2 separate regions of the Sus scrofa genome follow, and region 1 is linked to region 2. Evidence: chromatin contacts called from public Hi-C data. All regions are on one chromosome and are shown on one strand. Each heading gives the region's core, a stretch centred on a gene start, on an enhancer-like site or on the middle of the called end of the contact. The rest is flanking DNA. Distances are from core to core; before and after follow the strand shown. Region 1 overlaps DYSF (dysferlin). Region 2 has its middle 310 kb from the start of DYSF.

Region 1 (2,700 bases), core at 113-2,612, 140 kb before region 2:
AGGGCATTACTTTTAGGGAAATTTCTACAGTCTTGGCTGGAATGACCTTCAACCTTGTTGAGTTCAGAACCTGATGGGTCAACTTTCTTAGGGCTAGATGCACGTTATTCGAGATTCTAAACCAAGGTTTCCAGTTTATGAATTTACAGTGAGAAAGACTTCTGCCTGGGGGATGTGACCTTGGATGGTGGTCCAGCCTGTGGTCTCTCTCTCTAGGCTCAGCAATCAGGGAGCCAAATTGTGATTAGAGATGAGTGAAGAATCAGAACAAGGGGAGAGAGTTCTGGGATTTGACACTGAGTGATAGCCCTCTAAAGGAGACTGATATATCCGTGCCCAAATGTAGGGACGGCTTTTGTCCCTATGCCCGAGACCCTCCCCTTGAATGGTCAGCTCTAACCCCTCCTGGCCTGTATTTCCAAGACGGATTGGTTCCTCTCCCCACCCCCACCCCCGATAGAGTCTTTCTCTAGATGTATTAGTGCAGTTACCCACTTAACGGCTAAGGCTGAGTGTAGAAGCCACCTTTCGCTTTGAGGTGACTGCCTCTCCTTGCGCTGATCCCCTCTGCATTGATTTCATGCTCTGGTTCTCCAAGGGCAGCCCTATTTCCCTTAATTCCAAGTTTTGGGGGGAATGCTTCATTGCCGCTCATGGGTACTAACAACAATTTATCTGAAGACTTTGAAGCAAAGGTTTTCTGAGCAAAGGAATCAATTACAGGGTGTGGCTCCCCAGTAAGGAAGCATTTCCAGAAGGCATCCCATCCAAGGCGGTTTGTCTCAGCGCAACATGCTTGCCTCTCTGACCTCCAGCGTTTGAGGGGGTGTATTTGAACTTTAATGACAGGAATGGGTTTTTACCTGTACTTTTTTTGTATCTGTCTGATGTGCTAATTAGGACGATGCTTATCTTCTCCTTAAAGTAGGTTTCCTGAGGACATGCATTTGGCACTCTTGGTTCAGCAAGAATTACTGTATGTGCTTGAAAGGAACAGAACTGTACTTCTTTAAAAATATCTCCGGTTCAGATGTGTTGCCAGTACAGCCTGGCCTCCCCCCGCTCCCATTAGTTCTGATTAGGGAGGTTTGATGCCTGTCACTGTGTGTAATCCGGACCTTCCTTTGTGAGTCATTCCTTCTCTCATTTTCTCAGAGCAAATACAAATCGCCCATCAAATGACAAGTGAAGGCACTGGGGAGGAAGGGGAGGGAAATCAGAGCTGAAATCTGTTAGCTATTTGGAGTAATTGGTTATTTGCTGTGTTTGCTGGTTGGGAAGCAGAGCACATACTTTACGGTCTCTCCTGTTACGGGGGCTGGAGTCACCCGCCGATATTGGATCCTCGTTGCCGGAGCCCTTGGCTCCGGGCGCCTTTCCCCTGCTTGGCATTCCTGTGGTCTCCTCGGGGGTGCACCCCCCCGCCCCCGCCCTGATGTGCAATGCAGGGGGGACAGCCCAGGGTGAGATTTGTCTGGCGAACTCCAGGGCCTCATCAGGGAGGAAGAGGCCCCAGCCCCCCGCCTTACCAGCCCGTACTTCGGGAGAGGGGGGTACACCCCTCGGGGAAGTTCTCACCCTGTATACCCCTCTTCCCAAGAGGTCTTTCTCCTGGTCCACAAGGGACCTGGTTTCCTACCCAGAGGAAGAAGCTTCATCTCTTCCCAGAGGGAATTTCTCGGCTTTCTTGGAAACCTCTGGGACAGGAAGTTCTCTCCGAGGTCTGATTAATGCCTTGCTACCCCTGTTGGTCCCTTCTCGTCACTCGCCCCATCCCTCCTCCTCTCCAGCCTGGGTCCAAACAATGCTTGGAACCTGGTTCAGAGCTCACTGCGGAGTACAGGTTCCTCTGAGGATGCTCACTGGAGCCTATCAACCTGCCCAGTGATGTGAGCGCCTCTCTCACACTCACCAAGGCATGGGAAACCAGCCCGAATTAGCAGCAAGTTCAAAATATAGAATATTTGCAAAGCACTATGGTCTTGTGTATGAAAACGCACATAGTGACTAGAAAGTAGGTTGACTTTGGCATATAGTAGGCGCCCCCCAAATACTTTTAAAATTGAATTTAAGATAGCTACGATTAGTGTCTGTAGTTTGATGAATGCTTCTGCAGTCCTGGGAAGGCCTTCAAAAATAGTTTTTCTCTTAAGTAGATGGTTGGAACCTGTGTTAAAGCAAAACTGTCTACATAAGCAGAATGAAGGTAAGGCAAGCTTTTGCCCAGGCCCTATTGGAATCATCACAAATTCTGAATTAGTGATGTCTCATGGTTTTCTTGAAAACTCTGATGGGATCTTCTTTCATGCACCCTCCTGGATAGATTCCATTTAACCGGGCTTTCTACATGGGTTATATAGGTTAGGTGGTCAGGCTGTCCTTGGAGGACCAAGTCAGCGGTCCATGTACATACGTAGGCTCCTGAGTTTGGAAAGAGATTCCCCACAGGCGTTTCCCCCCCTACCCCCCCCTCCACTTGGGTCCTCCATCTGGAATAGGCCAATAGTCAAATTGTCAGACCCTGACCCTTCTCTGCTCACCATCTGCTTGCCTTTGCCAGATTTCAGGCACATTTATTCATTGGGGCTTTTGGAAGCAATTCTGCGTTTTGGTTAAAGGTCTTCCTTCCCCTCCATCTCTGCTGGTCCAGCTTGAAGTCCGAGTAACAGAGTAATGATCCCTTCGACAGACATGGAGTCA
Region 2 (2,700 bases), core at 151-2,650:
GGCTCGGTTCCACTGTCTGCCCAATGCTTGGCGGTGCTGCTCTTCCCTTGGGCCTGGGCCACTCCTCCCTCTCCTCCATCCTTACCACCCCATCTCCTAGACCAGCCCAGCCCAGCTCTTCCCACTAGCAGGGACCCCACCTTGCATCAATGGAAAGGTCAGAGTTGGGGCGCAGTCACTAACAGGCCCCCTGAGCACTGCCTAGACCCCCTGTGGCTTGGCCCCCACAATGATGGCCTGGAGTTCCCAGTAGCTTTTGACTTGGATTGAGGAGGACTGGAGCAAAGTGAGGCAGCCCAGGGGTGGGCTGATCTCCCCTGGCCCTCCTGTCCTGGCTTAGCCCTCCCTTCCTTTCTGCCCAGCCCCATTCATGCAAGAGTCTTTATATAGACACGCTGTTTCATTTCTCTCGGGCATATGTCTAGGAGTGGAATGGCTGAATCATAGAGTAGGTATAGAGTTAACTCTGGAACAAACTTACAGATAGTTTTTCAAACTGTTGTCCCAGGTCACGTTCCCTCCAGCAATGTGTGCCAGTACTGGTCGTTCTGCCATTTGTCAACGCATGGTTCGTGAGTCGTCTTCAATGAGGGCTGAGGTCACGTGGGTTACAGCAGCCCAAGGAAAGGGAGCATTAGAGGTGAGCGTGCAAGTGGAGAGGAAGCTGAGAAGGGAGACTGGGTTTGGGGCTGTTTGAGTCTCCCCTCCTTTGGTTATTGGCCCTGCGACTTTGGGCAAGTTCTTGAACCTTGCCATGCTTCCACGTGCTCACCCGGAAAATGGGGATACCATATCTTCTTTTGTTGAGATTAAATGACGTAATGGATGTAGCTGTGTTTTCGCAGTGAGTGGCATCAGGACTCCTGTTGGTCTATACATGTCTTTGCGTGAATTAGGTAAAAGGGCCCCATTTCCAGGTAGATGCAGCCCCGGCCAGGATGCAGGGAGCTGCATTCTGATGCTATTCTTCCCTAGACACGGAGCCTTGGGCAGCACGCAAACTGCACGCTGACTCTCAGTGATTCTGTTTGACCCACCAATTCTCAACAAAAAGCATGCTGAACAGGTGAAGTCGAAAAAAGAGGTGAGTGTGTTTGTCAGGGGGGTCCTGTGTGTGTTGACCTCTCCTCCTCACCCCCACCCCTTTCCCTTGCTCTGGTGGCTTCCCCTTCCCTCCATCACCCACTCCTTTGAATCTCTGAGAACTTGGGTACCAATCTCTAGCTCAGATCCCAACCAGGGGAAATGTCTTCAGAGTTTGGTATTTGTATTGAGTCATAGAGAAGCGTACTTAAATTCAAAGTCTGGTTTTTGGAAAGAACCCAGTGGCACGAAGATGGGCTGGAGGCAGCAGCACTTGTGGTAACTGGATTTGGTCTTTGGAGGGAGACAGAGGCATAGAATAGCTGGGATCCTCAGGAAACAGGGCCAGAGTCTTGCTGTTTACAGCAAGGAGAGGCTGAGAAGCTAGAGACAAAGTCAGAAGACCCTGGCACGATCTGAAATGTCTCTGGGTTTCTGAGGTGAAGCCTTTGGTCAGAGAAGCATCTCCTTAAGGGGCAGGACCCTGTGCTGCTCACTCTGGCCCAGACATGCAGAAGGCGGGGGCCCATTTGCTTAAAATGAACTCAAGGGAGACAGCCTGAGCTCCAAACACAGAGCTCAGTAGACAAATAATTCAACGGAACCGGCCTTTCGATTTATGTGTTTACATCCTGAAAAGGAGCCTTTCTTTACCTGAGGGCCCTTCTGGCCAGGAACACCTAAACTTTAATTCTGAGAACAGGACACGTAAACTTTATTGATGGAGAGGCTGAGGTGGACTGGGAGGCAGAGGCCTTCAGAGCTGGGGTCTGAGTGGTCCCACTAACCCCCCATGGAGCATTTGGCTTCTGAGCCTTCTGTCTTTCATGCCTCAGCCAGGACACACAGTAGGACTTCCTGGTTGGGGGACGCATGAGTCATTTCTGAGAGACTCTGGTGAGTCACTGGAGAAGCAGGGTTACCTTTCCGAACTGCAATTTACCAGTGACACGTGGCTTTCAGCCTGGCTTCAAGTGAGTAAGGGGTGCAGTTCCCTGTGTCCCTCCTGCACCCCCCACCCCACCTGGACTTCTACCTGCTGGCCTGGCTGTAGGAGGGGGCGGTTGGAAGGGAGAGAAGGCACCTTTCAGCCAGGTGAAGAGGAGGGAGCTCCACCTCTGCTTTCTGGCCTCCCCCAAAGAGATCATCAGGTACTGTTCTTCCCCTTTCCAGCCTGAGAGGGAGTGAGACCTCAGGAAAGCGCTGATCATTGAAGGAAAGGCAGCCCGACCAACCCACTTTCCTCCAGTCTTCCCAGTGCTGACCCTTGTCAAGTCCCGAGGAATCGGCCAGACACAGATAGAACCCTAAGGAAGAAGGTGACAGTTGGGGTTCGGGGGCTGGGTGAAGGGGGCCGTGTTAGGCCCAAAGGCCGCCCCCTGCAGAGCCCAAGGTGAGAAGGGCAGGGCAGGGCCCGGGCTGGAAGCCCCGGTCCGCCACACCCCTCACCCGCCCGGTCGCCCACCGCGGATGGAAATGCAGGTTGCTCTGCCCCCGTCCCGCTGCCTCTGAAGGTGAAAGTCACCTTCCGCCGCCTTCCCGACGGCCCGCCGCTGGGGTGGGAGGCAGGAGACATAAATCCTTCCTCGTCCCTGTCCCGCGGCGCTTGCCTGCGCG

What was found. Hi-C and Micro-C count contacts between places; a contact is called where the count stands out from the background.
Region 1: a contact with region 2 is called in a Hi-C map of embryonic fibroblasts, with 2.5 times the contacts expected there. The contact joins two enhancer-like sites. A contact is called at or near these places in 2 of 47 Hi-C or Micro-C datasets (embryonic fibroblasts and fetal heart ventricle).

What each region holds. Positions count from the first base shown.
Region 1 is chr3:71,072,438-71,075,137 of Sscrofa11.1, reverse strand. The region is part of intron 42 of DYSF (dysferlin); the gene reads left to right. Among named protein-coding and RNA genes, the nearest start is that of DYSF, 160 kb to the left of the region's middle. Within about 2 kb of position 1,362, at least 6 of the 83 cell types and tissues checked have an H3K27ac peak or open chromatin away from gene starts, as enhancers often do. A contact at or near this core is called in embryonic fibroblasts, where this site is marked.
Region 2 is chr3:70,928,236-70,930,935 of Sscrofa11.1, reverse strand. No RefSeq gene overlaps it. Among named protein-coding and RNA genes, the nearest start is that of DYSF, 310 kb to the left of the region's middle. Within about 2 kb of position 1,400, at least 8 of the 83 cell types and tissues checked have an H3K27ac peak or open chromatin away from gene starts, as enhancers often do. A contact at or near this core is called in embryonic fibroblasts, where this site is marked.